Regions from separate parts of the Mus musculus genome. Here regions 1 and 2 are each linked to region 3. Evidence: chromatin contacts called from public promoter capture Hi-C data. All regions are on one chromosome and are shown on one strand. Each heading gives the region's core, a stretch centred on a gene start, on an enhancer-like site or on the middle of the called end of the contact. The rest is flanking DNA. Distances are from core to core; before and after follow the strand shown.

Region 1 (2,987 bases), core at 438-2,937, 150 kb before region 3:
GCCACACAGGACTTCCAGAGGGCCACCGAGGTACTCCGTGCAGCCAAGGAAACAATCTCTCTGGCTGAGCAGCGGCTGTTGGAGGATGACAAGCGGCAGTTTGACTCTGCTTGGCAGGAAATGCTGAACCATGCTACTCAGAGGGTAGGCGGGACCTGTGTGCGCTGGTGGTGGGGACCCAAGCCACATGCTGGATGTCCTTTGGCTCCCCCACAAGAATAGAGACAGGTTTCTAGGCAGCATGAAACCCTCCTGTAAAGGTCATGGACTATCTGGCCTATGTAGTCTGTTGGCTGGCAAGGCTGTAAGCCATACCTGACATGACAATCTCCCAGTAACAGATGGAGATAATCTTTCTCTATATTGCCTGAAATCTGTCAGGTTCACATAGTCCATCCGTGTCTTGGCAGTGGAGTTGGGTTTCCCAGAGGGGCCAGGATGTTCTCCAAGGTTGGCTCCCATGACATCAGAAGGACTGCAGGTCCCAGGTGGAAGCCCCATTAACAGTTTCGACCTGCCACTTAAGTATCTATTGTTGGTGGCTGAAGTGCCTAGACCAGAATCAAGTGGGCCCTCCCTCAGGCAGGGCCTTCCAGGTGAAGCTGGAGTGTGTGTGTGTGTGTGTGTGTGTGGGGGGGTGATCTGCAGTAGGTAGCAGCTGGGAGTGATTGTTATAGGATTAGGTCACCAGTATTTGGCTCTCTACCTGCTCCCAGGACTTCTCTCTTGGCCACCTTGCTCAGAATTGGAAGTGATATCATCTGATCTAGGCAGACTAGTAAACAAAATACTATAAACTGGCTGGCTCCGAAACAGAAACACATCCTCAAGTTCTGGAAGCCAGGAAGTCTAAAATCAAGGCTGACAAACATGGTGAGGACCTGTTTTTGGTCCTCAGAAGGCTGTCTCCTCTTAAAGTGGCAAGTGAGCCTTCTCAGACTGGCTGACCTTTCTTTCTTCCATCCTTCCCTCCTTTCTATCCTCTCTCCTCCCCTCCCTCCCTCCCTCCCTCCCTCCCTTCCTTCCTTCCTTCCTTCCTTCCTTCCTTCCTTCCTTCCTTCTAGTGCTAGGGATTGACCCCAGGACCTTTCCCACTGTAGGCAAGCACTCTGACCCTGAACCACAGCCCCACCTGGGTACCCACTGTCCCCACAACATCACTTCCCCAAGGCCCGCCTCGGTGTCCACACTAGGGACATTTCTATTCCTGTAGGTAGGGCCCTGTGCTTGGCACTGTGGACCGGGTTTACTGGGACCACAGGATATTCTGGATACTGCTTCTTCCTGCCAGGAGCAGCTCTTGGGCTTCTGATTCTTGGTCCCCTTGGCATTAGCCTGTCCTCCCACGAGAGTCTGGAAGGCCAGTGTCAAAGCGAGGCCAGAGGTTTGTTGCAGGTCAGGCAAATGAGCTGCCGTCCCTGATGGAAGGCGCAGGCTGTAGCTTTGGTTTTGGTGAATGGCAGGAAGGCACTATGGGGTAGAAACGAGGTCAGGAGTCAGTTCCAGTGGCTGTTCCCTTGTCAGTGTCCCCCACCACAGTTGCTCAAGTCCTGGGGGATCTGGTGATTAAAGATGGCCTGAGTGTCTTTAAATAGAAAAGCGTGACGCACAAATGGCTTCAGGAGTCAGATCTGACTGGACTTTATACCAGCTCTCCGAGGCTGGGGATACATGCCTGTGGCTTGGCTTGGCGGCCTTGAGCCTCCTGCCCCCTAGTGGGTGTGATGCTGGTAGCCCCAGCAAGGCTGAGAAAAGTCTTACAAACCAAAGAGGAGGTTGGAAATCTTGCAAAGCATAACCAGACAGATGAAAAGATCCAGCTGACCAAACACACGCTGCAGGCCAGCCTTCATTTGGATTCTCTTGCCCTCCAACCCTGCATGTAAGCAGCCATGTAAGATCTGTAGCAGCATGTAAGGCCATTTCAGAAATCACCCAAGGTGCCTGTTTATGGTGGTGTATGCCTATATTGCCAGTCAGGAAACTGAAACAGGAGACTCAAGGCTAACCTGAGCTACACAGGGAGGAGACCCTATCTTTTAAAAGAGGAGAAGGGACCCTCTGGATCTGTTATTATGAAAAATGCACATTTTAGTCAAGAGGTAATGACAGTGGGGCACTACTCATGAAGAGGCACCTTGAGGCCCGCACACTCTCCGCAGAGCAGTGTGTGAGTCTTTGCAAACAGTGTTCTGGGTTTGTGTGGTGCACAGCTTTGGAGATTTACAATCTAGCTTCAGACCTCCTCGGGTCAGTGGGGGCTTCACAGTGGCCTGTGGGCCACCTGATGCGTAGCTTCTGACTAGCAAATGGAAGGACCCAGGCATCTGGTGTGGTGGCAGCAGCCTGTGACTGAGCAGGGAGGTCTGGGTCTCAGGCCAGGACTTCCCCATCATGAGCGGTTCCATTGTGGTTGCATAGGCTGGGATCTGCTTTGCCTTGATCTGATGAGAAATGATCCTTCCCTTCAGAGCAGGCAGCTCTGTAGTAGAACAAGGGCTTGTATTTAGCCTGTGAGAACCCAAATCCACCACAGGCAATGGAATTCAAAACTCACATAAAAATACTCCCAAGAGACCATGAGCTTTCCCCACTTCACTACACACTAACCAGAGCCCCCTGCCTGCAGCTTAGATGCTCATGTTTGGCTGTGAAATAGCACAAGTGACTGTGACCCTCTGACTGAATTGAGCATTTCTCCCAATGGGGCTCGTGGGGACCATTTCCTGGCCTCGTGGGGCCAGCGTGCTGGGCTGCCTTGGCAGAAGGCCATGCAGGGACTGGCTGACCTCTGGAAATACCAGGAAGCCTGATTCATTAGAGGAATTGAGCTTCATATAACTGCCTCCTCCTACATCTCCACGTGTTCCTCTCCTGAGGCCATATCTCTGTCCCCTGTGACATTAGATGGCCGTACTTGAAGCTGTAGCTGAAGCTGAGGCTAGATGTCAGGAAACCCAGTATTCTCTAGTGGTCACACACCCAAT
Region 2 (2,894 bases), core at 303-2,802, 220 kb before region 3:
TGCAAATTCAAGGCCAGCCTGGAGTCCATAGCGAGTTGCAGTCCAGCCAGTGCTAAACAGTGACATGGTGCTGTCCCAAAGATGATGGAGAATGAGAGAGGGAAAGTAAGCCGTACACAAGGAAGGAAGGCTTTAAGGACTAAAGCACATGTCTGTAATGCCCACACTTGGGAAGCTGAGGCAGGAGGATAAGAAATCAAAGGTTATCTCTAGCTACATGAGGAGGGGGAGGGGGAAGGGCAGGGGAGGGGGGAGGAGAAATCTGACAGTAGCCAGGGAAGGTGGCAAAGGCCTTGAGTCTGCACTTGGGAGGCTGGCACAGAAGGCTCAGGAGTTTGAGATCAGCCTCAGCAACACAGACACTTTGAGGCTAGTCTAGTCTACACAGCAAGACTCTCATCAACATGTTTTTTTTTTTGGGGGGGGGGAAGAGTGGGAGTGGATGCAAAGAATGTATTACTCTTAATTAGAAAAGAAAAATCCTGGGTGTGGCCAGAGCTCGGCAAGGAGCCTGAAAGAGGGTGCATGACATGGGGGTCACCATGGACATGCACCAGGTGTTCCAGGATCCCATTGAGCAGGTGGTCGCTTGCTTCCTCTGAAAGGTGAGTATTTTAAAGGTACCTGATAATCCAGCTAGAAGAAGAGTCATGGCTGAGCCTTCAGAAAAGGAACATGGCTATCCGGAGTCGCTGCCTCACGTGGACACAGTACGCATCCTTGAAGGAAGCGTCTGTCTTCCGGGAAAGCATAGAAAGTCCAGGTTGGACAGAGTTCATTCAAACAGGCAGAATTCCAGTCACAGCGGCTGAATTTCTCAACTGTGTTTTGGAGACTTTTGCTAGAACGTTCTTAAGACAAGGAGCCCAGAAGGGAATTAGAATATTGGAGATGCTGCTAAAGGAACAGTGTGGCTCCCCCTTAGTGGAATAAAAGAAAATCAGGACACTGCCACTGTGTCTACTCTTTCCCAAGACTCATTTCTTAGCCATAACATCATAGACACAATTACTGGTTGCTGGTTTCAAGATAGAGTCAGAGTGGCTTAGAGAAAAGGGAACTTTCCTGCTAGTCACAGACTTGACCCTCACTCCCCTTGGGGCCTGTTCAAGTCATGGGACTCACAGAGCTGGAGGTTTATGGCCTGGTCTCTTTACGATCTCATGAATAAAGGGAAAAACCTATCAAAAAGAAAAGAGAAGAAAAGAAAAATCCACAGACTGTCAGCCCAGTGTGGAACCTTAAAACAACACACTACAGATTAATCTCATGGTTAAAGATACAATCTAGTAGTGATTAAAAAGTAATACAGTAAGACCAAGCACAGTGTGTCCTGGTAATGCACATTGTGTGTGTGTGTGTGTGTGTGTGTGCGCGCGCGCGCGCGCACGCACATGTGCATGTGCATGCGTGCTCTCATGCACATGGGGACTGGTTTAATAACTAGTTCTCTGAGAAAGAAAAACAAGTAGGTTTGACATATGGCATTGGGCAACTTCTGTGGCGTAAACACTCCCATCAGGGCCAGTTTTAAACTCTCAGCATGACCTCAGCCAGTTTGACAGGTCTGGCAGTAGGGTCCCTCAAGCAGGTGGGAGCCAGCTGCAGACATTCCACTGGTCCAGCTTGTCCATAAAGATGCACAATGTTAAATTGATTGCCTCGGGGTGGGGGAACCAGGGCCACCAGTTGCACCATCATTGCACCAACAATCCCCTATGTTTGTGACCAGGTCAGGACCAGCCAGCCACGGTGGGGCCACTTTTCTGCTCACAGTCCTGACAGGACTAGATTCAGATCAGGCCTGCTGCAGACAAGTGACAACCAGGGGGTGTGACCTCTTGGTTTTTCTGCAGGAGAGGGCAGGGGAAATCACTGCTCCCCCCAGTTGGCAGATACTGACTCCAGACAAGCTTGCCCTAGAGGACTGGGAGAGCAAGGAAGGCTTCCACCTAAAGTGTGCAGCGAAGGGTGGGTCTCCTGCATGCTGGCATGCTTAGCCTGCCTTCCTGTGTCCCATGGATCACACACACAGCCTTTCTTTACCCTCCCCCTTCTCTGAGCCAGGCCCTCCTCCTTCGAGCCTCCCATATCTTTCCAGTAAGTTCCTTTTTTTTTAGCTACCCACTCATGAATCCCACCAGTCCTTATGCACGGGAGCGTAACCCCTGGGCACAGGAACCCCAACAAGTCACGTCAACGATAGATGATGACCAGATTCATTCTCTAGGCTTAGAATGGGATTCTGGGAGCATGGACTCAGCAGCTCCTTCCAGGTTTACCCAGTATCTTTATTTTTTAGGGTACTGGGGATTGAACCCAGTTCGCCTTGCATGTGCATTTGTACCAATATGGTACACCCCAGATCCATGCCTGTCAACTCTTTGGGAGGTTTCAAAATACACACAGAATTTCTGGGAACAAACTGTTGTGCAGGCTGCTGCCTGTTGCCTCGTGCTGTCGGGAAAAGAGTGTTTCCTTCCCGTGGGCTCTGTCCTCCCTGCCCCATGGTTCTCCACCTTTGAGGAGCACTGTCTCCCCACACAGGGAAAAGCACAGTGAGAAGGTGGTAGCACACTGTGTGAGCTTGTCCATCCTCCATGTACTCACCTGTATCATAATTCAGCACCTAGTAGGACCATATCTTTCTGGGGACAAGAGCAGTGAAGCATAGACGTGGATGCCAGTAGCCCCATCTTTTACCTGGAGAAGGACAATGAGCAAAACGGTCCTAAACAAATGGAGGAGTGGTTTGGAGAAAGGGAGAAGCCAGGGAAGGGCATTCTGGGAAAATAACCCAGACCGAGGGAGAGCCAGCCATATGAGGAAGAGCAAACTTGTCAGTCAGAGGAAAAGCAGAGACAGAGATCTCCCGGGGAGATGGGCACGAGGCC
Region 3 (2,781 bases), core at 216-2,715:
CACATACATACATGCAGTCAAAAGACCCATACACATAAAAAATAAAATTCCCAGGAAGTTCTTTCTCCTCATAGCTGAGCCTGGATGGTAGCTAACATTCAAGAGTAACAGTTGGTGTCCTGACTGTCCGTCCATATCTCTCCATGGCTTTTCTGTAGACGGTGGCGCCTCATTTTGTGTGCTACGTGTGGATCCCATGGAACCCACCGGGACTGCTCCTCTCTTAGACCAAACAGCAAGAAATGGGAATGTAATGAGTGTTTGCCTGCTTCAACCACGAGTTAGGCTGGAAGGATGGTCTGCTGTAAGAACTTGGATGGGGCTGGGGGCTGTCATACCTGGGAATGGAGATAGCATGTCACAGAGGGGAACTTTGAGTGGATATAATAGCTTTGGAAGGAAGTAGCTGATGAGGGGCTTCAGGACCTGTACACAGGAGAAACAAAGACTGAGTTACCTTCCCTTTTCTGCCTCTCTTCCACCACAGATTACATATCTGAAGACTCAGGCAACACCCCCTGTTGCAGCAGCACCTTCTGCCCCCATGTGTATTTCTTAAGGGCTGGCTACCAGCCTGGAAGAGAATCCCAGCTCTTCTGGACTGATTGGCTACAAACTTCCCTCTTAGAAAAGCCCGAGTCCTCTGGTGGAAGAAGCTGCCCGTCCTGGTGATCCAAAGGATTGCAAAAAATCCAAGTAATAGCTTCAGGGCGGTTCCTGCCCAGGACAGTGAGATACAAAAGAGCGTTGCTGCATCAGTTTGGAGAGGTAGCACTTTGAAACCATGAGACTCAAGGGGCTAAGTGAAGAGGTCTCAGGGGACACGGAGTCTTCGTGCCAACAGTGGAATGTAAGGGCACTCACTGTTCACCATAATGTGGCTCTCATGTGCTTCCTCCAGCTTCACTCACTCATTTGTTATTGACAAATAAAGGTCATCTCTCCACTCGGGTCTCCTTGTGAATTGGCTCTGGAATCTGTCAAGTACACTAGAGAATCTGAAAGGAGTAAGACAAAAGTTAGTCACTAGGATTTCAACATAAAGGGAATCGACTTTCTGGGTAACTGGGATTCCAGGGCTGGAGAGTGTCATCCTCACATAAGTGTGTAAGTTCTGCTCAGTGAGCCAGCACAGTAGCCCACTTTGGTCCCAGAACAGACCTTGGTGGTGAGGCTGGGGTCCCTGAACTCAACATAGTAGGATTGCCATACTTGTGTGGGGCAGAAGGTTCCACTCATTCCAGCCAGTGTGGTCTTAGCTTTGCAGCTGGAGCGGGCCACTCATATCCCCACAGCATTTCTCATGGGTGTGACGATGGACTTGTGTACCAGAACATTCGCATTAGGCAAGGCAGCTGGGATGGGAATCTGGCAGAGGGCCTGAAGGAAACTGAAGAGAGCCTATCTTACATTTGCATGTTTTTAATGATTTCATGAGCTTGGCTTAGTGGGGGAAACTTAGAGAATTGCCACATACTGAATTCCCAAGGTCTCAGTGAGTCATTGTCACTAATGGTGGAGAAGCCTGTTCTCATTTCAATCCTGCTGAGTCCTGCAGACTTAGATCCAAGATGTATAGGGTGATTGCCTTCAGATCTGACATAAGCGTTGCTTTGTTACTATCAACATGTACAGGAAATAATACCTTTCTTTTTAATACATACATATTTTAAATCTGTAACACATTCATGTAAATGCCTGCAGTGCCTGGGAGTGAAGCTCAGTGGCCAGGCACATGCTTACCATATGCAGGGTCCTGGTATGGCTCCCCTCCAGCACTCACGTCCTTAGGAAGCCATTGGACTAGTAAGTCCTAAAGGGACCATAATGGAAACCACTCTTAAGTCACCCTTCTCTCTCGCTGCTCCCGTTTCCTAAAGGCAACTACTGCCATTTTTTTGAGCAGTTTCTTAAAACTATTTTTTTTTTTGGTTTGTTTTTATTTTGTATATATGAGTACCCTGTAGCTGTCTTCAGACACACAAAAAGAGGTCATCGGATCCCATTACAGATGGTTGTGAGCCACCATGTAGTTGCTGGGAATTGAACTCAGGACCTCTGGCAGAGCTTTTAACCGCTGAGCCTTCTCTCCAGCCCCCTTTAAGCAGTTTCTTGACTTAGTAATATTAGACATTATTGACTTCTTATGTTACATATGGGTTTAGCACCTTCAGAAACTTACCATTTTCAAAGTCCCTATCTTAAATAGCTGCATTATCATTTTTGTTAATTTTTGTCATTTGTAATATCATTAGTATACTGCCAGGCAGTGGTGGCCCACACCTTTAGTCCCAGCACTTGGGAGGCAGAGGCAGGCAGATTTCTGAGTTCAAGGCCAGCCTGGTCTACAGAGTGAGTGCCAGGACAGCCAGGGCTACACAGAGAAACCGAGTCTCAAAACAAAAAACAAAAAACAAAAACAAAAAACAAAAAAAAAAATCATGAGCATAATAATGTGATTTACTATTGATCCAGACATTACATTATGTTTTAACTTTTCTTTCTCTAATTTACTAACTGCCCTTTTTTTTTTAAAGGGGACTGAATTTTTTTTTTAAGATTTTTTATTTATATGAGTACACTACAGCTTCTGCTCTTTGCTGATATTGCTACCTGTTCCCATTCTTACAGGCCAGAAAAATCAATTATAAATGTTTTTTCTCTGCGCCATGCCAGTCATTTTACATTAGATATCTGGATTCTCTTCAACAAACTTTTGAAAGATTCATTTTATGCATATGAATGTTTTTCCTGAATGTATGTATGTGCCCCACCTGCATG

Evidence for each region. Capture Hi-C pulls out chosen DNA fragments and counts their contacts.
Region 1: a promoter capture Hi-C map of adipose tissue shows a contact between it and region 3. The contact joins two enhancer-like sites. A contact is called at or near these places in 1 of 484 Hi-C or Micro-C datasets (the N1E-115 cell line), 2 of 115 datasets of contacts at active chromatin or transcription factors (bone marrow-derived macrophages and embryonic stem cells) and 3 of 9 other capture datasets (adipose tissue, liver and pancreatic islet).
Region 2: a promoter capture Hi-C map of adipose tissue shows a contact between it and region 3. The contact joins two enhancer-like sites. A contact is called at or near these places in 1 of 39 promoter capture datasets (liver), 1 of 15 datasets of contacts at CTCF or cohesin (large pre-B cells), 8 of 484 Hi-C or Micro-C datasets (the G1E-ER4 cell line, bone marrow-derived macrophages, cerebellum and 2 more), 2 of 115 datasets of contacts at active chromatin or transcription factors (bone marrow-derived macrophages and embryonic stem cells) and 4 of 9 other capture datasets (adipose tissue, embryonic stem cells, embryonic trunk and 1 more).

Annotation. Positions count from the first base shown.
Region 1 is chr14:31,384,876-31,387,862 of GRCm38.p6, reverse strand. Sh3bp5 (SH3-domain binding protein 5 (BTK-associated)) reads left to right here. Exons shown (of 9, transcript NM_011894.3): 4 at 1-144. Among named protein-coding and RNA genes, the nearest start is that of Gm35907, 49 kb to the left of the region's middle. Within about 2 kb of position 1,687, at least 100 of the 459 cell types and tissues checked have an H3K27ac peak or open chromatin away from gene starts, as enhancers often do. A contact at or near this core is called in adipose tissue and bone marrow-derived macrophages, where this site is marked.
Region 2 is chr14:31,456,864-31,459,757 of GRCm38.p6, reverse strand. Gm35907 (a long non-coding RNA gene) reads right to left here. Exons shown (of 4, transcript XR_383329.4): 2 at 2,611-2,703. It also overlaps the pseudogene Gm49252. Among named protein-coding and RNA genes, the nearest start is that of Sh3bp5, 22 kb to the right of the region's middle. Within about 2 kb of position 1,552, at least 10 of the 459 cell types and tissues checked have an H3K27ac peak or open chromatin away from gene starts, as enhancers often do. A contact at or near this core is called in adipose tissue, where this site is marked.
Region 3 is chr14:31,235,860-31,238,640 of GRCm38.p6, reverse strand. Phf7 (PHD finger protein 7) reads left to right here. Exons shown (of 11, transcript NM_027949.2): 10 at 159-304; 11 at 488-952. The coding sequence ends at 285. Among named protein-coding and RNA genes, the nearest start is that of Phf7, 14 kb to the left of the region's middle. Within about 2 kb of position 1,465, at least 30 of the 459 cell types and tissues checked have an H3K27ac peak or open chromatin away from gene starts, as enhancers often do. A contact at or near this core is called in adipose tissue and bone marrow-derived macrophages, where this site is marked.